Linked DNA regions of Bicyclus anynana: region 1 is linked to region 2. A link is a contact called in public Hi-C data. All regions are on one chromosome and are shown on one strand. Each heading gives the region's core, a stretch centred on a gene start, on an enhancer-like site or on the middle of the called end of the contact. The rest is flanking DNA. Distances are from core to core; before and after follow the strand shown. Region 1 overlaps LOC112052799 (serine/threonine-protein kinase SMG1). Region 2 overlaps LOC112052799 (serine/threonine-protein kinase SMG1).

Region 1 (3,984 bases), core at 368-2,867, 120 kb before region 2:
TAACTGGGGCTATAAATATTTGCGTGGGGGCATTATCTCTGCATACGGGCTCGAGTAGCGACTCGTAAAGATACGCCCTTGCGTATTTATTGCTTCCCGAAATGGTTGCGAATAAGAGAATACGGGATCATGTTTTCCTCGGCCATTATTGTCTGCCGGGAGCAGTGAGCGCGCTGTGAGGCGGAAACTGGAAGACGAGCTGCTTATCGGACGCGCGCGCTGTGTATGAACGAATGATGTCGAGTTTATTGTTTTTCGTGTATTTGTAGTTAATATTTTTCGGTTGGTTTAAAGTTATTGTTTCTATAAAACGACGGCTCACCCCGCCTATGTCTGTGTTAAACAATATTCTGTTTATATAGACTTTGAGTATAAGTTTTTAATATTTATTTTATTTATTGCCTTGAAATATGTTTTCTATTAGTTCAATTGTAATTGATATCTTATAAACGTCTGTAAAATCTTTAACTTTGATTTTAATCAAAATAGCTAAAAAATTAAAATTAAAAATCTTAAAAGATAAACATAATAAATACTGTAACCGACCTTTCTTTAGAATTTTTCAAATATCAGGTAAAATTTTAGCCATAGATAATTTTACGACATTCCTGTAAGAACGCTGTCGGTAAACTTGGATCTAATCCAAGTTCACCGACATTCGTTTAAATATTTAAAACTCTTTCAATAAATTAAACGCTATTTAGTCCAAATTTCCTGTTCATCTAAGCTCATATGCCGGTTAAGGACGTAAATCGGGCGGTTATCTTAACCAAGCTAGCATACACCGGTTATACTTCGGTTAAGACGTTAAAGTGTTTGACACAATAGCTATTAATTGACAATAATAAATCGTAAATAATAAATAGGCGTTGCCAATACACATTTTTCTAAATCCCTTCAAAGCGGAAGTTTTCCGAATTGGGAAAAGAAAATATCCCTGTTTCTCAAAAAATCCCTGCCATTTGGGGTATTACTTGCAAGTTGTCAATGGTTGTTTAAACTACGTTTAGTATTTAACGGGCCGGTTATGTAAACATCGTTCAAGTGAAAGACGGTGAACTCGGGTCTTAATGTTTTATAACGAATGTTACACACCTAAATTGTGTATTTTCGTTTCGTACGGAATGGGAAGTTTCATTTGATACTTTTACCGTGGGCTAGAAAGCACTAATAGCACCCGCAATTATTTCTTAATTATACAGAATATGTGCTCAGTATAATTAAGAAATAATTGCTATACGTATAATTTATATGTACATGTAGATTATTTAGCCTAATTTTCTTTAATCACCGCATTTATATGATACGTTTAATCTTTTAATTGCATGGTTTAAATTAAAAAAAAATACAATTTTAATAATCACTCAAACGTTTTAATCGACTTGTTCACACCGTGCCAACGAGTCGATTAAGATTCGATCGTATAGATACTGTGACTGCTCAGCAATCATAAACGAATTGCTTGAAACATATGCCGATGAACTCGCTCAAAAAGAGCTGGTAATACTCATAGACGGAGAAGAGAAAGGCACAGCTCGCGCACGAGCATGGCGCACACGTCGCCGCCCGCTCCACCAATGACAGAGAGAGCAGAGCTCACTACTCACGTGAGTTCGGCGGCGGTGTGGCGCAGCTCGCGCACGCGCACGGCGAGCATGGCGCGCGCGGCCCGAACGTGGCGCACGCCGCGCCGCCGCCGCCCGCCGCCCCACTCCACCAGCGGGTCGTACACGAAGGCCTCCAGCAGCGTGAGCAGCGTCTCGCGCCCGCGCCGCATGGTGCGCACCACGTGCTCGCACGCCAGCCGGAAGATGCCCTGCCGACCACAACATCATCATCAGATTATTTCTTATAACGCACCTGTCCTACGAAAGAAGGGAAGACAACTACATACTAATTATATCAAATGAATGGGCAATGGATTGAGAGATTGAACTAACATTATATTTAAGTTCTGCAATACAAAAGCAGCGTCTTGATGTAAAAAGCAGATCGTACCTGAAGATAATTGAAAAACGCGATCAATTCTGAGCCGATACTTTATGTTTTCTGGACTTGAACTCTCAAGTCTCCAGAGAAGTATAACCGAGCATCCTGCAGGCTAATTCTCTATCTTTGACTTAAGTTAGTTGACATTATCAAATTGAGATTCTATCATCCGGTGCCTACTGGTGGATATCTTATAGTGAATAGATGACATTTGGCAGTTGATTTGATGTTTAACAAGTTGATAATAAAGACCAAAATAGTGAATAGGCTAGCTGGCCTTTACAAGTGCATAAGATGACACCGTATTACTCAAGTTTTTAATATAGGAGTATAATATAATGTTCACAAGACGAGAATGTTTGATTAGCGCGCCACGATGTACCGGGCGGGCGGCGGGCGGCGGTCGGAGGGCAGGGGGAGCATAGCAAAGTTCGCAACTCGTTTACGTTACCTTACATTGTGCGAGTTTGTTCATTAACAAATATAAACTTAGATGGAACACTGTTTGAGTGTTATAATTATATGTACTCGCATCTAAACATCGCGGGGAGTCGGTAAATATTTAATTTGTTGTGTTATTATACGTGTAATTGAATACTTTTTGAACAAACATTATACCAGTCTACGGTAAAATTTATAACTCATGAATGATATTATCAGCGCTCCGACGAAATTACTGCGGAGCAACTGAAATTTGGGCAATAGTAGGTATATCTTTGCAACGTCGAGCCTCAACTAGAGACTCGCTACAAAGAATTTTTAGAAAATTCAACTTCACGAAAGGAACTTAGTATGAAAGTTCTTCAAAGTTAGGAAGGTCGGGCTACTTTACGCGTACGACTCGGATCGCCGGCGTTATTTAATCTATAAATAGGTATTTTTCCCACGGGAACGGAAACTATACTGTTACTACTATTATGGATGGAACCGCAGGATGTTCTCTGTTAAAATAGTATTGTTAGATAAATATCAAATATTAAAAGGAGCGATAAAAAGATTATAAAAAAAATAAACAAAAAACTAATTACTTTGTATCTGTTTATTCGTTCTAGTTAAACCACAAAAGATTAGTCGTATCGTCGTATCTTTGGAACGGCTGAAAGGATAGATGGGACTGGAATGGAAGGAGAAACGGGACCTTCACTGGTAGATAGAGAAGGTTATTGAGCATTACGAACTTCTTTTTATTCCGGAAAATCGGAAAATCAAGTCTTTCAGAACGCTACGCAAATAATATCAGGCCAATAACTAATTTGTTTAACTGTCTACGAACGTGATGGAAATATTTCTCATATCGGGTACTCAAAATGATTGCCAATATTAGCATATTACACATTTCGGTAATCGCATTTCTTTATAAATAGACGTCCTCGAAACGCTAAGCACACATTAAATCGCTGCCCGAATTCCCAGGCGACTCGCCGCAGGCTCGCCGGCAGCGCGGCATGCGACGGGCGTGTCGAGCATTCCGCGCCGAGTAGCTGCATGCCACGGAGCAGGAGCATTCCAGCTTATACAACTTAGTGTTATAAAAGTGGAATTTTGGGAAGTGTACTGTTATGTATTAGCTTCAGAATGACTTTTATATGACCTGGAATGGGCCAATAATGGGTTTTAGGTGATAAATTGAGAAGTTATCGGTGCTCTAAAGGAGGGAAGTGGTACAAAATTATTGAGCTCAAATTCAAATTTCTTGTGAGCATGTCATTATTGAAACGTCAAGAAAGACTCTACCGGCAACAAAATATAGATTGCAAAATAAAATCTGTATAGATATTAACATTTGGATTGTGAAATCCAGTTTACATCTACATATTATAAAACAAATTCTTCATCCGTGTCAGTCTGTTCGTGATACAATTGAAAACTACTAAACGGATTGTCGAACGATCTTTAGGTGATTCATGATAAAGCTGATAATCTGTAATTTGTAAACTTATAGTTTCTCATAATGACCAAATTAAATAAAACGATTGACCTTGATAGATACTGATT
Region 2 (3,987 bases), core at 532-3,031:
AAACACAAAAGGTACTATATCTGCTAATATATAGAAGATAGATATATGGTGTCGCGGACTTTTTTGTAGAACTTTTAAAGATACATAAAGTCTCCATACATTAATTTCAATTTTACTAAATAGTTAAGGCAGCGCATGCGAATAAGTCTGTTGAAGAGGATTTTCAGTCCGACCTGTATGATAAAAACTGTGATAACTCGGCTAATATATATGATACCAATATAAAATATAGCCTATAGCCACTCCCCGATAATGTAGCATTCTACTGGTGAAAGAATTTTTAAAATCGGACCAGTAGTTCCGAAGATTACCCCATTTAAAAAATGTGACAAACTTACAAACTTTACCTCTTTATAATATTAGTATAGATTAGTACGATAAACAATATATTGCAAAAAAATCGCCTAAATGTCTAGGCAACAAACTTCCTAATTTGTAATATAAATATAATATACTTTTGATCCATTAAACAGATGGGTGAAGGTCGTTTCTAAGGCAGATCTTGTAACAGTTGTCGTACAACAGGTACATAGCGATCGTGCACCCGCTGCACTACAGCCGCTACATGACGAAGGTGATCACGCGGCTGCTCATGAGCGCCACGTGGTCGGTGGCCGTGTGCATCAGCTGCATACCCGTGTTCTGGAACGACTGGGAGGAGGGCGTGGCCTGCGAGATGAACGTGGTACGTGATCTACAACGTCACTCTACTATACCAATACTTTAGTCTATTTAAAGCGACGGTAAGAGCTTTGCAGCTCCTAGCATCCTAAGTAGCTCAAGACCGGAAGTTCCAAGGGTTAGGGGGAGCCGCTGGATGCTAGCGAATCAAGACAGTGGTGTTTGGAGGCCTCTAGAGATGGCTTATGTCCAGCAGTGAGCGTTCAGCGGTTAATAATGATGACGATGACTCTTTACTATCTGACTTTCGTTTACTGCTGTGTTGTCGACTGTTGATCTTTGATTTTGACCTGGGTTTAAAATTTGGTAATAGAACCATTTCAATGTCCAAATTAGTATCATTTATAAAATGAATGACAGTTGCATAATCAAGATTTAGACAATACAATAACAAGATTTCAACAAAAAACAAACATTTTAAATAGAAGAAAGATTTGATCGTATGTTTGCATCAAATGTGCTCTGAAAGCACTGAACCGATTTACAACATTCTGTCACTGTTAAGAAGCTGCACTACTCCCGAGTGCTACAGACTATGTTTTATGCCCGTATTCCTACAGGAACGGGAACCACGCAGGTGAAGCCGCGCGGCCTCTGTTAGTAAAATAAAGGATTTTTGTCAACAAGTTTACAACCTCAATAGCTCAACGGTAAAGTTATCTGACTCATCACCTACCCGTTGTCGTACCCACTCCTATAATACAGTTTCTCCCGACTACTTGGAGAGGAATGGGTATATTGGTCATATTTAAAAGATACGGCAAATATTCTTTAAAAGTTCCGTGTCACATTCCAGGTGGTGCCGAAGACGTACACGACGTCGATCCTGGCGCCCATGTTCTCGCTCATCTGGATGGTGATGTTCGTGCTGTACTGGCGCATCTGGCGCGAGGCCACGTGCCACGCGCGCCGCATGCGCGCTAACACCTGCTGCCCCACCAGTGCCAACGATTGGAAGAGCATCCAGGTAGGATTCCTGTGCTTTTTATACCTCATTAACACTCTCAGTCAGTCTCGAGGCGAAGTGCGGGCCAGTGAGTAAACAGTGCGCTCGTAGTTCATCTCGTTCCTCGTTTCGCCACTCGCGGCGCTCGCGTTCAGTTGCTGACACAAGGACTACTGAACGCATCGCGAGAGTGTGAACATGAGTCATTTTCGCGAGATGCGAGGCGAGGTACGAGACGGTATACGAGGCGCGAGGGTAACTGAGCTAAGGGTTCCCTACCCAAAGGGTAAATCCTATATTACTAAGATTCTGCTGCTGAAATCTTTCCAGCGAAACATGCCCACGCTAGTGCGCAGAAGGTTTTCCACAAGATGAAAGTAGAAAATTTATGCAAATTTTTGCGTCACTAAAATAAATTAAATAGAAATATACCAGTAACGTATTACACGTGTCGCGCTAATATCGCATCGTGTTTAAAATTCTATTATGCAGGTACATGCAGGTTAAGCCGTTAGTCCACACGTTGGTATCTCACAATAATACAAAATTAATTTCGTGCACGAAACATTCTACTAAACGGACTCATTGCAACGTATTTTTGGAATCAGACGAATCATTTATAATTCAGTCTATCAAAATCCGTTTAGAGGGCTTTTTTTTTTTAAAAAAAAAGAATATTTGCCATATTTTTATAATATGACCAATATTCCCCATTTCCCTCCAACTAGTCGGGAAGACTGTGCTAGGAGTGGGTACGACAATAGACCAACGGGGCGAGGATCGAACCACCACCCCTCGGTGATGAGTCCGACCGTTCTTACTGTTGAGCTAGTGAGGCTAAAATGAAATAAACAGAATTAATACAAAATACGTACGCGTAGTTCCTGTTCCTGTGAGAATACGAGGATAAAATATAGCCTATGACATTAGACTCACAAATAACTTGGCTTTCTAGTGGCAAATGGTGGATGAGTTGACCTCTTTATAATATTAGTATAGATAACGTGCGCGAAATTTTCGTTTTGTTTTTCATGAAACCATTTCCGAGCCCGTCGTTCCGCCCTTGCAATTTGTAAGGGTGGCGGACGCCTTTATAGTAAGGGTGGCCGGTATTACCTACTGCTAATAATCGCAAAGTGCTTCTATAAGAATTTTATATCCAACATATGGTAGTAGATGTGTATATGAAATGTAATTATTTCGTACGACAGTCTTATTTAATAATGTAAAGACATCGTACTTAGAATAATTATAGACCAGAATAAAATATACCAGTAGTCGCTTTCAAAGTATGTGATACATTTGTGGCGTAAAAAAATATTGATTATGTCTTTGGTTTTATATTATCAATTCGCATAACATTCTGTTTTTTCTTTATTTTTCAGGTGGTCCTGCTGGTGTTGGGCTCCTTTTCCATCTGCTGGATGCCTTTCGTGGTGGTGGCGTGCGCGCAGACCTTGCCCATCGAGCCCCTGCACAACCCCATCGTGTACCGCCTCACGTCGTCGCTCGCCATGTCCAACTCCGGCATCAACCCCTTGATATACGCGTGGAAGAACGCCGGCTTCAGAGCTGCTTTCGCCAAACTGTTGCGGTGCAAGAGACCCGACACCTCGGAGTACAGGGGCTCCCCTGCGCCGGAGAGGAAGCGCGGCTCCGTGGCTCTGCGAGAGGGCTCCATAACCCGGACGCCGACGGGCCTGTCGACTTTGGGAGGGAGGCCAGCGAGATTGCTGTACGTGGAACGCGAGACAGACACCGCCAGGTGTCGGATCATCGAGAACGCTGGCTACGTGGAAGAGAGGGGCGACAGCAACCCGTCGTACGCGCCCGACGGCCCGACGCCCGTCCACAGGCCGGCGAGGACGCCCGACGCAGTGTAGTGTAACTGTTGTGGACGATAAACGTTCAGTGGGAAACGTGAAACGCTTCTAGATTTTAATGTTGTTAGTGAGTAGGTACCCTGTCGCATTTAAACGGTTGCTCAGCCTCGCTGTCATGTCACGAAACCAACAAAAAAATGTTAACCGCAAAGCAATCAAGTGGTGTCGTACAATATTCATTGCATTGTAGAAATGTATTTACTCGTTATAAACGAGTATAGCGATCGTGAATGTGCTAATGTGTCTCTACGTGATCATGCGGTGTATTTAAGAGCTGATATTGTGTGATAAACATATTGTAAGTTACAGAACTAAGCCAACACCGAGCACGTATATTTCATGTTGTGAAAAGTCAGAGTGATCGCATAGCCGCACGCACCGCACGTACCATAAGGTTGTCCACACACTATATTACTGTCAATAAAGTAGGGTAAGGTAGTTCGGTTATCGTACTATGGCTTACATCGTTTCACAGCA

What was found. Hi-C and Micro-C count contacts between places; a contact is called where the count stands out from the background.
Region 1: a contact with region 2 is called in a Hi-C map of whole body, with 2.3 times the contacts expected there. The contact joins two enhancer-like sites. A contact is called at or near these places in 2 of 2 Hi-C or Micro-C datasets (whole body and whole larva).

Annotation. Positions count from the first base shown.
Region 1 is chr15:15,886,729-15,890,712 of ilBicAnyn1.1, reverse strand. LOC112052799 (serine/threonine-protein kinase SMG1) reads right to left here. Exons shown (of 16, transcript XM_052885915.1): 2 at 1,608-1,816. Among protein-coding and RNA genes, the nearest start is that of LOC112052798, 41 kb to the left of the region's middle. Within about 2 kb of position 1,617, at least 8 of the 8 cell types and tissues checked have open chromatin away from gene starts, as enhancers often do.
Region 2 is chr15:15,767,270-15,771,256 of ilBicAnyn1.1, reverse strand. The region is part of intron 1 of LOC112052799 (serine/threonine-protein kinase SMG1); the gene reads right to left. It overlaps LOC112045644 (histamine H2 receptor), which reads left to right. Exons shown (of 5, transcript XM_052885916.1): 3 at 526-685; 4 at 1,478-1,648; 5 at 3,013-3,987. The coding sequence ends at 3,510. Among protein-coding and RNA genes, the nearest start is that of LOC112052799, 13 kb to the right of the region's middle. Within about 2 kb of position 1,781, at least 4 of the 8 cell types and tissues checked have open chromatin away from gene starts, as enhancers often do.